Linked DNA regions of Mus musculus: region 1 is linked to region 2. Evidence: chromatin contacts called from public HiChIP or PLAC-seq data. All regions are on one chromosome and are shown on one strand. Each heading gives the region's core, a stretch centred on a gene start, on an enhancer-like site or on the middle of the called end of the contact. The rest is flanking DNA. Distances are from core to core; before and after follow the strand shown.

What was found. HiChIP or PLAC-seq counts read pairs in DNA pulled down with a chosen protein or histone mark.
Region 1: an H3K27ac HiChIP or PLAC-seq map of embryonic stem cells shows a contact between it and region 2, with 19 read pairs. The contact joins the promoter of Cdk5rap1 here to the enhancer-like site in region 2. A contact is called at or near these places in 1 of 39 promoter capture datasets (macrophages), 1 of 15 datasets of contacts at CTCF or cohesin (the NIH/3T3 cell line), 20 of 484 Hi-C or Micro-C datasets (the G1E-ER4 cell line, cortical neurons, differentiating embryonic stem cells and 6 more), 11 of 115 datasets of contacts at active chromatin or transcription factors (the HPC-7 cell line, the SCID.adh cell line, embryonic stem cells and 2 more) and 3 of 9 other capture datasets (adipose tissue, liver and pancreatic islet).

Annotation. Positions count from the first base shown.
Region 1 is chr2:154,371,444-154,374,143 of GRCm38.p6, reverse strand. Cdk5rap1 (CDK5 regulatory subunit associated protein 1) reads left to right here and starts at 1,425. Exons shown (of 14, transcript NM_025876.2): 1 at 1,425-1,463.
Region 2 is chr2:154,336,736-154,339,435 of GRCm38.p6, reverse strand. All of the region lies in intron 13 of Cdk5rap1 (CDK5 regulatory subunit associated protein 1), which reads left to right. Among named protein-coding and RNA genes, the nearest start is that of Bpifb9b, 31 kb to the right of the region's middle. Within about 2 kb of position 1,250, at least 15 of the 459 cell types and tissues checked have an H3K27ac peak or open chromatin away from gene starts, as enhancers often do. A contact at or near this core is called in embryonic stem cells and trophoblast stem cells, where this site is marked.

The DNA of each region.
Region 1 (2,700 bases), core at 176-2,675, 35 kb before region 2:
TTTGCTACTCATTCTATGCTTGTAGATTTTTGAACTGTCCACCTGCAGTTTGTGCTTCAACCAAATGTTTTACACTTAAATGTCTCACACTTTAAAACTAATATTTATGGTGAAGCTTGGAAAAAACACTTATGCTACATAGGGTGGTTCTGACCCCAGGGCTCCGATCTGGCTGAATCCTGTTCTCAGCATTTTCTTGAGTGTAGGGACTATGGGTTCGGTCTGGGGGAGAAGAGGTATTTTGGCTAGAGTCAACAGGGAAGGGAGAATGGCTGAGAGGGCCAGGGCAGGAATGTGACAGGAGTAGGGTAAGGAGGTAGTGAGGAACAATTAGGCTGTTCAGGGCCATCTGGGAGATCCAGGAAAGACGAGGCCGTTCAGAGCTAGCCACAGAAACCACTGGTTAGCCTCTTTTCTATTTTTTTTTACATTTATTCTATTCCATCTGTCTGTCTGCCTGTCTGTCTGTCTATCCATCATCTACGAAATTTTACTATGTAGCTCTTTCTGGCTTCGAATTAGCCTGCCTTTGCCTCCTGAGAACACCGAAGTGTGCTACAGCGTCCTGAGACGTCTGTGTGTGTGTGTGTGTGTGTGTGTGTGAGAGAGAGAGAGAGAGAGAGAGAGAGAGAGAGAGAGATGTTGCATGTCCCATGGCCTATCTGTGAAGTTCAGAGGGCTTGTGGGAGCCAGTTCTCCCTTCACCTTGTGGGTTCTGGGGATTAGACCCCAGGTCGTCAAACAGCAAGTGTCCTACATGCTGAGCCATCTCACCAGCCCCATGGTGGCCCTTTTCTTAAAGGGTCTGGTGAGGAGAGGGAAGGAAAGTACATATGGCAGGAGGGAGCTAACGGGTGACAGGCTTGAGGAGAAGTCAGAGCTCCTATTTTCCAGGGGGCAGAACACCCCTAAGAATCCCTTACTCTCTTGGGGCAAGGGCAGATACAGACTCTGAGACTGCCCACCTGTTTGTTTGTTTGTTTGTTTTTCTAATTAAAAAAGATTTATTATGCATAATAGTACAGTGTCGCGGTCTTCAGACACACCAGAAGAGGGCATCCATCGGATCCCTTTACAGATGGTTGTGAGCCACCATGTGGTTGCTGGGAATTGAACTCCAGACCTCTGGAAGAGCACTCAGTGCTCTTAACCGCTGAACCATCTCTCCAGCCCGCCTACCTGGTTTTAAGCTTTACTTAACTTTTTTTTTTGGGGTGGGGTGGGGTGGGGGTGGGGGGCGGTATTAGCATTTAAAGAAGTAGTAGGTCTCACGGCTTTATTTTTCAAAGCCAGGGTCCTGGGACTCGAAGCCGGCAGGAAACACTACCATTAGAACACCGCGGGCGAAAGTCACGGCGGAACAGAAGTTGCACGCCTAGGCGCGCAGCGGAGGACTCCTGAGAAGGGAACCCACGCAGATCGACAGTTTCCGGTTTCGGACGCGGACCTTGCAGTTGTGGGAGGTGAGAGGCTTGAGATTGAGTTTAGTGTCCTGCGGGTGACCCGCGGTGGCGCAGGGCGGGCTCGCACCGTCCAGGAAAAGCCAGAAGCGCTAGGAGAAGGTATCACTGGGCAGTGTTAGGCCTTGAGTAGGACCGCTGCGAGTGTAGCTCAGCCCCGCTGCCGGCTCTTGGCCAAGTCACAGCGTCCTTCTAAGCCCTAGTATTTGCCCTGTGAAGCAGAGATGGGGTCTGATAGACCTCGGAGAGGGGCTACGGGGCTCACGCAGTTGCCGCCGCCACGCCTAGCACTCACACGCTTGGATGTGGTAGGTGGTTCCGCGCTGTGCTGTGCAAAAACTTGAAGCTTTTGATCCTTCCACCAGGTTCGTCAGAAAGGACCGTTCCCCACCCCAACACTCATACATGAAGACGCGCCCAGAACCCGGCCAAGGTCCATGCTTTGAAATGAAGTGTGGGCTGCTAGTGAATGATTGTGAGCCACCACTTGGTTGCTGGGAATTGAACTCAGGCTCTGGAAAAGCAGTCAGTGCTCTTAACCACTGAGCCACTGCTCTAAGTCCCCCCCTCCCCCAATCTAAGTTTTTAATGTGTAATTCTTATAACATCTGGCAAGGGGTAAGGTCCTATTGTACTTTTTTTTTTTTTTTTTCCAAAATGGATATGACATTTGTAGTCCAGAGGTGGAAATTTGACTTGTAAAAACGTGGTCACACAACAATTAAAGGGCAGAAGTAGATGATTTGAAAGCTCACACCTGGGCTGTTAAGATGGTTCACATACCATAATATGCATAAAAATAAAAATGTGAAAAAAATTAAAACTCAAACCAAAAGTCTCCTCTCCGACAAGAGAGTAGGTTGGTGTTTTTTTTTTTAATTACATTTTATTTATTTGGTTTTTGTTCCTGTGCTCATGCACATGAATGTGCCATACATAGTGTATGTGTAGAGATAGAAGAATCTATGGAAAAGAATTCTTTCTACTGTGTGGCTTTCAGGGAGTCAGGCTTGGTGGCAGGTGCCTTCATCCACTAAGCCATGTCACTGAGCCGCCTTTATTTATTTTCACCTGTAAATTAGAGATATAATATATTTTAAGAGCCCTCACTGTTGTCCAGGCAGTCCTGGGCTCAAATGATCTTCCTGCCTTAGCCTCCCAGGTTACTGGGAATATAGGTTTACCATGTTTAGATTAAGGTAAACTATCATAAAACGTACCTTAAGGGAGGTGGTGGTGC
Region 2 (2,700 bases), core at 1-2,500:
AGCTTCCTGGCTGGGCCACCTCCTGGCACATGACTTTAACATAGCATTGGGGAGGAGGCGACCCCTGTGGTATAATTCTTTTTAAAGACAGGTCTATGTACTTGTGGCTGGCCCGACACTCACTATGTAGATTAGGCCTACCTGGAACTCAAGAGAGATCTGTTATCTTTCTTAACATTGGGATAAAAGATGTGTACCGTTAAGCCTGGCTTACCTACAAATTTAAAGTACCTGATTTGTTAAAGATTTAAGTTCTATGAACTAAAGGGAACTTTAGGTTAATTATGTCCCCACTGTCTCTTAATCTAATAAGGTACCATATAAACAGAGAGAGAGTACCTGGAGGGATGGGTTATCAGTTAAGAGTGCATCCTACTCTTCCAGAGGCTCCAAGTTCCCTTGCCAGCATCCACTTCAGGCAGTTCACAAACTATTGTTTAAACCACCTAGAGCTTCATGGAGAGACTGTGTCTCTCTTTCTCCCTGAAACAAAAGAAAAAATATGATTCTTAGAAACAAGGTAAGAAATGTGTACCTCAAAACCAAAGAGCTTAGTTGCACATAGCTGAGAATGGCTTAACTAAAAACAAAAAGGTCCATCCTAATGCCTCCTGGTCAGAAGAAAAAAAAAGAAAGAAAAAAAACAAAACAAAAAGGATTAATGACTCATATCTGCAATCCTAGCTTTTAGGAGCCTATGGAGGGAGGATAGCTACAAATTCAAGACTAGCCTGGGGCACATAGTGAGTTCCAAGCCAGCCTGGGCTATAGAGTAAAGTGCTGGGGGTGGGGGGTGGGGGGTGGGGTGGGGAGGGGTGGGGGTGGGGGTGGTGGGGGTGGGGGGAGTTCTGCTATAGATTAAGCATGAGTGTTGAGAGAGAGAGTGTGTGTGTGAGAGACAGAAGGAGAGAGACAGGGAGGGAGGGAGAGACAGGGAGTACAGTTTAAGAAAAAGACCCATACAAAAGGAAGCACAGAGTTGAAGAGAGTTGCTCTTAACTGCTGAGTCACCTTTTTGAAATCTTACCGTGACCTCACTCAGGTAGCTATTTCTGAAATCTAAAAGGTTTTTTTTTTTTTGAGCCCAGAAATTCCCTTCATCCAGCCATTTGAGTGCTGGAATTGTAGGCATGTGCCACACCCTGTTCCACATTTTTGTTTTGTTTTGTTTTGCAAATGGTGTTCTATAGTGTATAGGTTGGATTCCTGCTTTCCTTTCCCTACATATATTCTGTGCTTCATTTGTTTTTCTATCACAAAGATTTGTTATGCATTGTACTGTTGGTGGGCCATACTGGTTGTTTCCAGTTTGGACCTAGTCCATTTGCTATTGCTATGAGTATACTTGTACATGTGCTGTAAGGCACATACATATTTATTTCTGTTGGGTATATGGTCATAGGGTGGCTATAATAGGAACAGCCCAAGTGTTTTGCACTCCTGCTAGCAATGCTAGAGAATTCTAGAAATTTCATCTTCTTTCTTCAATTTTACCTCAGAGATGCTGTCCCTGAACATCATTGTTTTGAAGCAACTTTTCCTGCCTATTTCCCCACTATTCCATAATTCCTGCCTATTAGCCACCTGTCCCCTGTTATATTGAGTACTTATTAGTGCCCAAATAATTTTTTTTATGTACATGCTTATTATGTGTCTTTCTCCAAAAGCTCTATTGTGGGTGAGGTAATTCCTTTGTTTATATTTGTATTTCCAGCATCAAAGTTAATCCCTAATATAAGTAAGAATCTTGTAAATATTTACTAGTGGATCAATTTATTCTGATGAGAAATATGATAAATGGTAACTTTGGGGTCTTAGTTATTCAGTTCTCACTCAGAGGTGAAATAAACTTTTTCAGTAAGTTTTGATAAAAAATATTATAAGGATTGGCCAGGCAGTAGTTTGCACACATCTTTAGAAGCAGCTCAGGAGACAGAAGCAGGTGTTCTGAGTTTGAGTCCAGCTTGGTCTATAGAGAGTTCTAGGACAGACAGGACTACACAGAGAAACCCTATCTTGAAAAATAAACAAACAAAAATCCTAAGGATGGCTTTAACTAGGTCAGTTTGCATCCTAAGTCATTCCAGAGGCTGGAGGATGGCTCTGTGCAGGGCAGCTCACAAGGGAGCTGACAGTTGGAGCTGAGAAGGATCCATCGTCTCCTCAGAGAAACATGAAGAGCTGCTGCTGGGGATGGATCTGGACTTTAGTTTGACTTTGTTTTTGTCTTTGTTTGAGACAGGGTTCCTATCTCTATATATTAATGGCTGTCCTGGAACTCACTCTGTAGACCAGGCCGTCTCAGAAATCCACCAGCCTCTGCCTCTCCAGTGCTGGGATTAAAGGCGTGCGCCACCATTGCCCAGCTAACCATTTATTTATTTATTTACTTATTTATTTACTTATTTATTTATTTATTTATTGAAGGAGAGCAAAGAAGTAGATTGAGGTAGATGGGAAGGCAGGGAGGAACTGAGAGGAGTAGAAGGAGGGGAAATTGTATTCAGGATATTATGTGAGGAAAAAGTCTATTTTCAGTAAGAGCAAAACTTTTTTTTAAACCACAACAACACATTTATGACAAGTGCAATATAAAAATTTATATCCTCTATTCAAATACTCACAAGGCACTGTTTCAAGGACATTACAAATTGTGTATTCATTGGTAAAATCCATTTATTTCATTTTTTTTTTGTTTGT